2 separate regions of the Zea mays genome follow, and region 1 is linked to region 2. The links are chromatin contacts, called in public Hi-C maps. All regions are on one chromosome and are shown on one strand. Each heading gives the region's core, a stretch centred on a gene start, on an enhancer-like site or on the middle of the called end of the contact. The rest is flanking DNA. Distances are from core to core; before and after follow the strand shown.

Region 1 (6,143 bases), core at 447-2,946, 130 kb after region 2:
GTGGGCATAAATACAAAAGTAGAAGCATGGGAGTTGACAAGTGTCATGAAACAGCTAACCACGTGCCGCTCAACTGCTCAAGCCCTGGAGCCTCACCGCCCGTCTCGTCGTCAGCGATCGACACGTGTTGTCCACCTGCGTACGCATTGCCTGTTTCCTTTGGATGGAATGGAACACCCCCAGACAACAACAATACAACTATAAAAATAAAAGCACCATTGATAAACCAATACAATACTAGAACAGTGACTCGGGCATTGATAGGATTACAATTTGGTTCTGCATTTTTCGGATGCCGTTTTGTGACCAAAGTTTGACTCTTGTATTTTTAAATCTAAACCTAAATAACACTGAAAACCGAACCGTTTTTCGTTTGACTCTTGTATTATAAAATTCTAAATCTAAATAACACTGAAAACGGAACCGTTTTTCGTTTCCGGGTCAGTAGCGGGAACAAGAAAATTTACAGGCAGGAAACCGGTGTTTCTCAAGCGAGAAACTCATCCCATTCTGCATTCGCCTAAACTCGACGCGACGGTGCCACGTCAGACTCCATTAGATGTTTGGACTCCTAATTCTATTTTAATGACTACGAGTAAGCCTAAACCATGTGCTAGCTGCTGACTGGAACGACCCAACCATGCGACCTAAGGATTTAGCTCTTGTCATGGACTACGAGTAATGCCTACTTGTTTCTTCTATTCTGATCTCGAGATGAGATGAGTGGCTGTAAGCAGGGAGCGCGCGTCGCCGTCGGCGGCCAGGGTCAAGGGGTGGTGATGTCGTGGATGCTCTTCCGCTTGGAGTTCCGGCTGGCGGGGTTGAGCTGCCGGTTGAAGTACTTCTGCGCGTGGCTGGCCACCTGCGCCGGCGTGCGCGTCCGCACCGTGAAGCGCGAGATGTTACGCCAGTCCCCGCGCCCGTACTTCTCCAGCCCTTGAAGGAAGAGCCTGCGCATACGCAACGAAACACAGCGAAAAAGACGCGTTGGTTTCCGAGGAATAAGGAAAAAAAACTGGCTGCAGCGTGTGGCTGGCGACTGGGACCCACGCGCCAGCTGGGAAGAACTCTAGGCTTCTCCGCTCAACAAGCCAATGAGGGAAAGTGTCGTCGTCGTCTCGTCGATACACGAGAGGCGTCTAGAAACTACCCTAACTCATTCAGTTCGACCAAACGACGGCGCGCGGCCTCGCTGCAGAAGAGATGAGATCGTACCTGTGCTCTTCCTCGCTCCAGGGTTTCCCGGGGCGCCGGCCCTCGCGGTGCGCCCGGTCAGCGCCGGCGCGGCGGCTGTTGCCAGTGCCACCCTCGCAGCCGCCGCGGACTTGGTTGTCGTCGTTCCAGCAGGCGGGCACGTCGACCCCGCCGCGCTCGATAAGTGCGATGTCGGCGACGAGCGCCTCGTAGTGCTCCCAGGCCTCCCGCGGCGTGCGCCCGTGGAGCTGCGCCGCGACGAGCGCCCAGCGCTCGGGCGTGTGCTCGGGCCACATCACCAGCGCGCTCTCGAACATCTTGTTCTCCTCCTTGCTCCACGGCCGCGCCGGCGGCGCCGCCGCCGCGTGGATGCTGCTGTTGTGGCAGCCGTGGTGGAAGTCCATGCCTCGCAAGTCGCCCCGGCTGCTCGACACGATCTCGCTGTTGCGTTTGCGTGCGCGGTGTTTACTGGCTCTCTATGTGGTTGTGGACGGATGGATGATGGACGGGTTGGCGGCGCCGTGAACGGAATTTATAAAGATTCGGGACTTCGGGTGGCGTGGGCCGGGGTGGGGTGAAACGGAATTACGGAACCGTACTCGGGACGGGACGTGGGGAATCAAACAAACCCATCCCGCGGCCGGGGGTGACGGAGGCAGTTTTTTTTTTAAACTTTTTATTTAAAAAATACATTTGCATATCTAACGATCAAAATCTCGTTTTTAACTATGATCTAGTGTCGTAGCTCGTGACGTCGAAGTTAAATATTTCGATGTCATAATCATGACATCAAAGTTGCATTGGCCCTCATCACGTCTCGCTAATACAACTTTACACTATAGATTATAACACGAAGATGTTTAACTTTAACGTTCACTACCGGAATCCGGTCCTTTGCTAAGTACCAGACTTTTTGTCGAGTGCTTTTTCTCGGACACTCGGCAAAAAAACCTTTGCCGAGAGCCGCTCTCAGTAAAGTCCTGCTCTCGGTAACGAGCTCGTTTACCGAGTGCAGGACACTCGACATAGAAACACACCCGGCAAAGACATATTTGTCGAGTGGCAAACACTCGGCAAAGGGCCGTCAGCGCCCGTCTAAAGCTGACGGCCGTCAGCCTTTGCTGAGGGCCGAAGGTCGGCACTCGGCAAAGCATATTTTTATGTTTTTTATTTTGGCAACCAAACTTTTTGTGGTATGTTCTACACTATGTAGACCTACATGTACTATTTTGGGACAATTATAACAATGTTTTTAATAGCTAGTAGATTTAGTTCGTTTATTTGAATTTCTTCGGAAAATTCAGATTTGAACTGCAGGTCACTCGAAACTTGGATAATCGTGCATGCAAAAATGATACACATGTTATTTAGCACAAGTTACGACCGATTTCAGGAGCGGACCGAAAACTTCGAGCAACATGCTTACTAAACATGGCCGTGAACTTGCCATCCACATGTTTAAAAATTGTATAAAACACAAACAAAGTCAGAAAATCATGAAACTTGTCCACGTGTCATGATATCATATATAGAGGCTATGATAAAACTTTGAAAAAGTTTCGAGAAAACTGTGACGCACTATGTGTAGAAACCTAAGAGATCCATATTGAAACTCTATGATTTCATGTGTAGATCGCTTAGGTTTCTACACATAGTGCGTCACAACTTTATCGAAACATTCTTAAATTTTTATCACAACCTCTACATATGATATCATGACACGTGGACAAGTTTCATGATTTTCTGACTTTGTGTTTTATACTAATTTTTAAACAACTGGTTGGCAAGTTCACGACCATGTTTAGTGAGCATGTTCCTCGAAGTTTCCGGTCATCTCCTGAAATTGGTCGTAACTTGTGCTAAATAGCATGGATATCATTTTTGCATGCACCATTTTCCAAGTTTCGAGTGATATGCAGTTCAAATCTGAATTTTTCGAAGAAATTCAAATAAACGAACTAATGTACTAGCTATACAAAACATTGTTATAATTGTCCCAAAATGGTACATGTGGGTCTACATAGTGTAGGAACATACCACAAAAGGTTTGGTTGCCAAAATAAAAATATGCTTTACCGAGTGCCCAAAAAAGGCACTCGGTAAAGAAGGCTTTGCCGAGTGTCAGCTGTTTGACACTCGACAAAGAATCTAGAACAGATCTTTGCCGAGTGCCTATTAGTTGACACTCGGCAAAGACGTCTTTGCCGAGTGCCCACGATCTGGCACTCGGCAAAGAAGTGAAATAAACCGACCGTGATGCCTTCTCCTTTCTCCTTCTTCCTCTCCTCTCACTCTCTGTCACCTCGCCCGCCCGCCACCCGCCACTGCCGCTCACCTCGCCCGCCCACCAGCCTTGCTCGCGCCGTCCGTCGGCCGCCGTGCCGGCCCCTCGCCGCGCCGTCCGCCCCCACCGTGGCTGCGCCCTCGTCCGGCTGCCGTGCCCGTGCCCCTCTCCCTCGCCCTCGCCCGCCTGCCGCCCCGACACCGCCGCCGCGCCCCGTCACCACCGCTCCGCGCCCCCACACCGCCGTCACCACCGTCGCCGCGCCCCGACCTCAACCGCCGTCCCCACGCCTCGCCCTCAACCGCCGTCGCGCCCGGCACCACGCCGCCGCTTGGTAATGTGATTGATAATTCTCTATATATGTGAGCATGTGATTGATAATGTGATGGATAGTTAGAGTTATATTATCTCTAGCCACTAGGTACTTAGAATTTGCATTGTGCGGATAACCTTTTTTCTAGTAGATTAATAAAAGAATGCCGAACTCTAAAACATGCATATTCCAAGGATAGAATAGAAGCGTATATATATATATATATATGAATTATGCCGTTGAATTATGCGTGGATGTCTCATGGATTGAATATATATATGTGTGATTGTCGGCCATCGTGCCGTTAAATTATGCGTGTATGTCAGCCATCGTGCTGATAGTTTTATTTGCAGGATTTCAAAACCTCCCCGTGCAGGGGAGGTGCTGCCGAAATTTTCTGCTAGGCTTCTTGAAAGTCGCCTAGAGGGGGGGGGGGGGTGAATAGGCAAATCTGAAATTTATAAAATTTAAGCACAACTACAAGCCGAGGTTAGCGTTAGAAATGTAATCGAGTCTGAAAGAGAGGGCGAAAACAAATCACAAGCAAATGAAAGCGGATGACACGGTGATTTGTTTTACCGAGGTTCGATTTTTGCAAACCTACTCCCCGTTGAGGTGGTCACAAAGACTGGGTCTCTTTCAACCCTTTCCCTCTCTCAAACGGTCACTTAGACCGAGTGAGCTTTTCTCCTCAATCAATTGGACACTTAGTCCCACAAGGACCACCACACAATTGGTGTCTCTTACTTTGATTACAAATGACTTAAGAACAAGAAATGGGAAGAAGAAAAGCGATCCAAGCACAAGAGCTCAAAGAACACGGGAAAAACTCTCTCTCTTCTAGTCACTAATTGCTTTGAGTGGAATTGGGACTTGGAGAGGCTTTGGTTCAATCTAATTGTGTCTTGTATTGAATGCACTAGCTCTTGTATTGAATGTGTTGGCTGAAAAACTTGGATGCCTTGAAGTGTGGTGGTTGGTAGGTATTTATAGCCCCAACCATCAAAGTGGTCATTGGGAGGGTCTGCTGTCGATGGGCGCACCGGATAGTTCGGTGCGCCAGCCACGTCACCCAACCGTTAGGGTTCGACCGTTGGAGCTCTGATAAGTGGGGCCACCGGACAGTCCGATGGTGCACCAGACAGTCATTGTGCACTGTCCGGTGCGCCTGCTCTGACTCTACGCGCGCTGTCCACACACTGTAGCGTTCACTGTTCACTTTTGCAGACAACCGTTGGCGCTATAGCCGTTACTCCGCATGGCACAGCGGACAGTCCGGTGCTACACCGGACAGTCCGGTGAATTATAGCGGAGTGGCATTCCCAGAAACCCGAAGCTGAGCAGTTCAGAGTTGTTCGCCCTGGTGCACCGTACAGTCCGGTGCGCTAGGCCAAGGTAGCCTTCGGTTGATTTTGCTCCTTTCTATTTGAACCCTTTCTTGGACTTTATATTGATTTGTGTTGAACCTTTGGCACCTGTAGAACTTATAATCTAGAGCAAACTAGTCAGTCCAATTATTTGTGTTGGGCAATTTAATCACCAAAAACATTTAGAAAAAGGTTTGACCCTATTTCCCTTTCACTTCTATTACAGAATGGAGGACCGTGAGTGGATGTACACGGGCCGTAGAGGAAGGAACAATGTCACCACTGAATGGATTAGAAAGACCGATGATTTCGTGGAACGAGCATATGGCGAAGCTGTTAAAGGAGCGAGTCTAGTCCCATGCCCGTGCAGCAAATGTGCGAACCGGAAAAGAAAACCAAAGAAGGCCATGGTAGAACATATTTGGAAGAATGGATTTACGCCGGGCTATACTCGGTGGATCTTTCATGGTGAAGCGCATCGTACGAGAGAGGAGGTGCTGAGACAACGTGTCGAGGATTATGATGCGGATGCGGGGGTAGCGGATATGTTGAACGACTATCAGGAGGCACAGTACACGGGAGGATGTATGGATGACGAGCCAGAGCCGACTGCAAAGGTGTTCTACGACATGTTTGACGCGGCACAGAAGCCCCTTCACGGCCAGACAAAGGTTTCTCAACTGGATGCCATTGGGCATGTAATGGCATTCAAGTCGCAGTACAACATGAGTAGAGACGCATTCGATGGCTTGTTGACGGTTATTGGGAGCCTGCTTCCGGATGATCATGTTCTGCCAAAGAGCATGTACGAGGCACAGAAACTCCTTCGTGCACTCAAGATGACGTATGAGCAGATTCATGCTTGTCCGAAGGACTGCGTGCTATTTAGGAAAGAATACGCGGAGGCAAAGTACTGTCCCAAGTGTAAATCGTATAGGTTCATGGAGGTAGACTCTGGTGATGGACAGAAGAGGCAGCTCGACAT
Region 2 (6,756 bases), core at 3,572-6,071:
GGTTGTCTATGGCTACACCGAGGTCACCTACTTGGCCAGCACCGGTCCTCCCCCGCCGTACCATCCTCCTCCTCCTCTTCCTCCTCCGCCGCCGCCACCACCACGCCGCCCGAGCCCGTTCCGCATCATCGTAAGAGTCTTCATCGGCGTGTGCGTCTTCATCGGGGTCCTCGCTCTCCTCATCTGGCTCATCTACCGGCCCCGGACGATCCAGGTGGCCGTGGCCACCGCGACGCTCGCCCGCTTCGACCTCAACACCACGTCGATCTTCACCCCGCCGGTGCTGTCCTACAACCTCACCGTGATGTTGTCCGTCTCGAACCCCAACAGGCGCGTGTCCGTCTATTACGACCAGCTCCAGGCGGCGGGGCTCTACCAGGAGGAGCGCTTCGGGCGCGCCGCGCTGCCCGTGTCGTTCCAGGGCACGAGGCGCGCCGACGCGGTGCCGGCCCTGCTCGTGGGCGACACGCCCATGGGGTTCGGGGACTCCGGCGTCGCCGCGTTCGGTGAGGACAGACGCGCCGGGGTGTTCCCCGTGGACCTTTGGGTGGAAGGGGTCGTGCGGTACAAGTTCGGTGAGCTGATGACCACCACGGCGAGCACGCTGACGATCAAGTGCCATCTGGCGCTGAAGCTCATGCAGGCGTCGGGTTGGGTCGAATGTACTGTGAGCGACTCATGATGGTGGGAAGAACCCTCTCCTTCCCTTTGGAATTTAGATGGGCCGCCTAAGAGTCCATGTACTGCACTGTAGGCTGGCGCCGGAACAGCAGTTCCCAAGGCTTCTTTTAAAGAAAAAAACTAAAAATATTTTAAATTAGTAGTGCATCTAAATATTTTTTAGACAAATCTTCAACTAGTAACTAGCCCTTAATTAGCTAGATTTACACTCAAGCTAGATTTAGACTCAAAGGCCCAAACAGGAAAGAGCATGTTACGGGCCCAGATATGAATTGGAACGACTATTCCTCCCGCTGCGTTTGATAAAACGCAGACAACACAACACGCAGTGGCAGATTCAAAATGAGATCTAAGGAGGGGCTACTAGCTAAAATTTGTAGACAAAACTAAATGATCTAATTAATATGGATCAATTAAACTGGTATGAAATCTATAAATATAACACTCAACATACCATCAATAGGTTGTGTTAGAAACATCCTTTTGGTTCTTTATGAGAAATTTATCCCTATTATCTTTATAAACGTAAAAATTAATTTTATCAACTAACCTAACAAATAATTGAACAAACAAAAATAACTAAAGTCTAAAACTGAATCTAATGGCGAACAACAATATATGTTTAGCACGTGAATAGTGAGCATTATATGTGTTAAAGAAGTACTTAAGTCTGTATTCTAGTCGATAGACAAGTGACACAAGTGACGTTGATTGAAACAGGGCATAATTTACACAAGTGACGTTGATTGAAATGAGGCACAATTTACACCAGTGTCCGCTGTGTTGCCGCGCAAGCGCAACCGGGGCCCCGCAGTCCCGGATTCAAATCCACTCCTCACAACACGTTTACACACCTTAGAGTGAGTTTGGGAGCATCAATACCGGAGGGGATTTTAGCCCCTCAAATCCCCTTCGGGTTTTGGACTTCCAAACTAGCTCTCAAGATTTATATTACCAGTTTACCATGCACAAGATATATTCCTCTAGAGCAGAGGTACTAGTAGTACCTTTAGGACTAATTTAGGAGAAGTGAAAACAAATCCAGAAAGGAGAAACCCCTATAAATAACTAAATATCTTATTTAAAGGATACATTTTAGGATTACTATTAGGAATGAGAGAGATACGTGAGGGGATTTGGATTCCCAAACTGACCCTCTGGCTATCTCTAGCAAACCGTGTAAAAAGTCGTGCAAAGTTAGAGATGACAATGGGTAAATATCCACCGGGTGTTACTACCTCGTACCCATACTCGACACAAAAATAATCCTATCAGGTCACCCATATACACTGGTGAGTATGGATTTACCCCATACCCATACCCATGTGGGTATGGGTTACCTATCGGGTCACTCATACCCACAAAAATTAAACATCTATCAAAATATTATATTAACAAATATCAAGTATATCCATATAAATACCATTACAAAATTTCTAGCGACCCATCGGGTCACCCGTACCCACAAAAATTAAACATCTGTCAAAATATTATATTATACAAATGTCAAGTATATCCATATAAATACCATTACAAAATTTCTAGCGTCATTTAATCATCCATTCAACACACCAAAGATAATTGGATAAAGTAGTAACACTAGGATAGTACTACATAGCACATTACATGTTCCATTACATGGTCATTAAATTGTTGTTAAGCCTTATATGACATTATGACCTAAAAGATTGTTAAATAGTAAAAAAGATGGATGACTAAAGTCCAAGTTCATACTTAGGCTAAGTTTATATTGGGTATTTTATACCCACACATATGGGTGAAGGCGGAATGTTTTAATACCCGTTTATCTATTGGGTGAAGATTTTTTGTCCAATAACAGACCCAATGGTAGAATATTTAGCCCACATACATACCCTAATAGAGTAAATACCCATCGGGTATCGAGTCGTGTATATCCATTGCCATCTCTATACAAAGTATTGTTTTACATTTTGTTTGTAAAGTGAAGTTTAAAGTAGAGAATGAGACAGAAAGTGTGATAGGGAGTGAATCTACGTGAGATACTACCAATTTACCAAGCAACCGGAACTTCGGTCCGGAGCTCTACTAGGCCACGGACGAATCTGCTGAAGGAGTTAAAGGAGATAATCAGGCGTCTCATGCGCGTAAGACCGACTCGAACGAGGCACCTTAAAAATTCTGTCCTATATTATACACTTCAACGATACATATTAAAAAAACATTCTTCCATCATATCGTCTATATACAAAGACTCACTCTTATTTTCTCTATTTAATTTTATACTTTAGGTAATACATTAAATAGAAGTAAAAAATATAAGTATGATAAATACCTACGCAAAACAAAACTAGAGTAAAATATAACTTTTTAATATAGATGTTTAAATTAAGAGCTAGATGTATAGAATATTATTGGAAGAAATCTTTTAAAAGGAGTCTATAGAGAAGAAAAGATAGAGAGGATGTGATCAGAGATAGTCTAATTAGACTCTCTCCTGCAATGTCATCTATATTTATACTTTATAGTCTCCTCTAAACATTTCATCTATATCTCATTTCTCCCTAATAGTGTATCTCATCATCTATACGTAAATACTTATATTAGGGACATATCTTAATTTTATTTTTTTGTACTTAAGTATTTGTCATAATTAAATGTGTTGTACTTATTTTAGTTTTTTTTATCTAAATCAAGTATTAAAATGGATTGATGAGAGGAGAGGAGAGAAAAACTCTATATAAAGAGTATGTAGCAACGTCGCGGAATTAAACTTTAGTTCCTTCTACTAAACTAATTGGTTCCATCTCCTAATTTTTGAGTTAGCTATGTTGCGGCTAGGGGTGGATATCGAGTCAGCTCGACTCATTATGGCTCGTTACTGTAACGAACCAGCTCGGCTCGGCTCGTTATACTATCGAGCTAAACATCTGGCTCGACTCGACTAGTTAGGAAGCTCGAGCCAGCTCGTTAGGCTCGCGAGTGACACAACTAAATATAAAAATCTATGTACATAAATATATATATAATCAAAAAATCATATTTTAAGTGTTTAACACTACAAACCCAAAACTTTTATAATATTATTATCATATCATCGTCTTAGTTTCTAACTTTTAATATTAAATTAAATAACCAAATATGTATTAACTTACAGATTTACAAACCCTTATTATAATGACAGCAACAAGCATCATTATAAAGCAATTCATCATCCATTCCACAAACATGTAACATTTTATTGCACAACACTAACATCATATGCTGCTAGAAATAAAGTTCACAAAACCATAACCAATAATCAAATATTAAATATATAATGTAGGTATCTAGCCATGCAATAATGCAAATATTTAAGCACATGGTACATCCACACATGTCCACATCATAGATCATAACTACGAGAAAACAAGACTAAGATGAAATGACACCAACGACTAGACAAACTTGTATTGTGGCTTGGCTCGTTTGGCTCGCGAGCTAGCTCACGAGTTAACCCGAGCTGGCTCATTAGAGAACCAAGATAGAATGCTAGTTTGGCTCGCTACAAAATTAAAACGAGTCGAGTCGAGCGAGTTATCGAGCTAGAGTATTTCGTCCAGCCCTAGTTACGGCATTCGGGACAGGTTTTTCGTTCAAAAACTTTCAAATCCAACACGCCGTACGCCGTACCGCGTACTAAAAATATAATGCGTAGAATACAAAAATTGTGTTCTGACTCCAGGCGAACTCCTCGCGACGAAATTTCGGGCAAAACACAGCCAGTATAAGAACTTCTGAACTTTCCGCGAAGCTGCCATCTCTGGCTCCTTCTCGTAGTTCCTTAACCCGATGTTTCCACACACAAAACAAGAATGTCGCGCAGTATATTCGAAGGCAACGATCCTGTCCTACCAACAGAAAAAAAAACACGCGTCTCGAACTCTGACTGAGGGGCTGTTCGGTTGATCAGGAATGATGACATGAAATTATTCATGTCCGGATTGTTTACCTATTTTATATAAGATTTCATGAGGTGGAATAAATCTAGGTCCAATCCTGGACAACCGAACAGGCCCTGATGAAACGCGGTTCCATTCCAATTCCAAGTCCCTCCCTCATTTCGCCGTGCTCCTCAATCCTCATCTCGACTGCTGCATATAAATACTACTGCACACATGACACATCGTATACCTGTCGCTAAAGTAAAGTACGTACGTGACCGGTGGCCAGCCAAATTGACCACGCACACACCTGTCTGTGCCTGCGACTGCGAAGAAGCAAAATGGCAGCCTACGAGAAGCAGCAGCGGCCGGAGACGCCGCTGAACGCCGCGTACTACGGCCAGCCGATCCCTCCGCCGCAGCCGCCCGCGTACTACCCGCCACCGCCGCCGCCGCCACCCGTCCCACGCCGCGGCGGCCGCTCACGCTGCCTGCTCGGCTCCGTCGTGGCCCTCGTCGTCGCGCTCGGCGTCGCCACCCTGGTGCTCTGGCTCATCTTCCGCCCGGACAACCTCAGGGCCTACGCCGACTCCGCCGCGCTCTCCCGCTTCGACCTCGGCAGCGGCGGGGACCTCCTCCAGTACAACCTCACCGTGGACATCCGCGTGCGCAACCCCAACCGCTTCGGGATCCGCTACGACTACGCCGAGGCGCAGGCGTTCTACGACGGCGACCGCTTCGGGTTCGACCCGCTGCAGCCCTTCTACCTGGGCCGCAGGAGCGACGCCCGGGTCACGGCCACGTTCAGCGGCTCGGCGGCGATGGACGACGGCGGCGACGCGCTGCGCACGTACCGGAGGGAGAGCGGGGAGGGCTTCTACTACGTCACGGTGAAGGTGTACTCGGACCTTAGCTTCAGGGTTAGGGTCGTCCGCCGCCATGACTTCAAGAGCAAGATCACCTGCGTGCTGCGGCTGCCCGTGCCCGCTGCCGGCGGCAACGCCAACTCCACCACGGCGATGACGACGCTCGGGACGAGGTGCGACGTGGACTTCTGATCATCCTTGCCGCCGACTGTGCAAAGGGCGCTCTGTGCATGCATCCTTTCGCAGTTTGTATTATTTGGCCGGCCGGGCCGGGCCGGGGATAACGTTATGGACAATGTCTATAATTGTTTGAACGGTACACTGTGAATGCTCATTATTTCCTTCTTTCATATGCATGCATATAATTGAATAAAGTGTTTGGTTTTTAGAGATTAATTTTTAATCCCTGCATTTAGTTATATTTTAGGTATTAAATTGCTAAATACCGAAAATAAAATTCTATTTGAATCGTGATTTTGTTGTGATTTGATTGGATGTGTCTTGTAAAGTTTAAACTGGTGGATTATATAGTGGCACGTGACAGCCAATCCATCCCTCCTCGTCTACTAAAAAACATGAAAAAAAATGGGATGGAAATATGGAATTGTCTCATTAGACCGCATCCCCTCGTCTCATGAACAATCACACCCTAAATTGGGCATTATTGTTCGAAACAAAATTATTTGTTAACTGTTTTTAAAGACTAAATCGTGTTTCAGTTTTCGACGTGTGTTTAAAGCCTTAAAGCTTTGCTGCAAGGATTCGTAATTTCGTAGCCTTAACGGTTTCCTTTCTACACAGTGCTTGTTCAAGATTTGGTACTCCCGAAAAGTGCACAGTTACGTCCACCCATAAAATCCCAATTCTTTTCGGACTTTACTTTTCAACGGGCAGACGCCGTACACAATTCACCTCCGCGTTCCGTTGGCCGCCTGCCTGCGCGGGTCAAGGACGCAACGGCAACGGCAACGGCCCGTAATGTCCCGGGAACGTGAGACCCTCAGAAACCACCACAACCTAGGCTACGGCCTGTGTGTCAGTGTGTGCTGTGTACATAGACGTTCCCTCCATCGATACATGCGTGCACTACTAGCTGATAATCGGAAGTTGCAGAAGGCCATGGCCAGTCACGAGCACAAGATCGACCAGCCCTACTACGGGCGCCCGCCCATCCCTCCCGAAGCACCGGCCGCCGGCGTCCGCCCGCTGGCGCGCCGGGACGCGTCGTACGCGCTCCTCTGCCACGCCTTCCGCGCGCTGACGCTGGCGCTCATCGCCGTCGGCGTCGTGGCGCTGGTGCTCTGGCT

The links. A called contact is a pair of places that touch in the nucleus more often than the background predicts.
Region 1: a Hi-C map of tassel shows a contact between it and region 2, with 1.7 times the contacts expected there. The contact joins the promoter of LOC103650973 here to the promoter of LOC103650969 in region 2. A contact is called at or near these places in 2 of 25 Hi-C or Micro-C datasets (ear and tassel).

What each region holds. Positions count from the first base shown.
Region 1 is chr3:181,227,053-181,233,195 of Zm-B73-REFERENCE-NAM-5.0, forward strand. LOC103650973 (transcription factor DIVARICATA-like) reads right to left here and starts at 1,697. Exons shown (of 2, transcript NM_001327822.1): 1 at 1,216-1,697; 2 at 741-950. The coding sequence starts at 1,598. The coding sequence ends at 767.
Region 2 is chr3:181,091,104-181,097,859 of Zm-B73-REFERENCE-NAM-5.0, forward strand. LOC103650969 (NDR1/HIN1-like protein 10) reads left to right here and starts at 4,822. Exons shown (of 1, transcript XM_008676564.3): 1 at 4,822-5,868. The coding sequence starts at 4,925. The coding sequence ends at 5,641. LOC103650970 (NDR1/HIN1-like protein 10) reads left to right here and starts at 6,066. Exons shown (of 1, transcript XM_008676565.4): 1 at 6,066-6,756. The coding sequence starts at 6,428.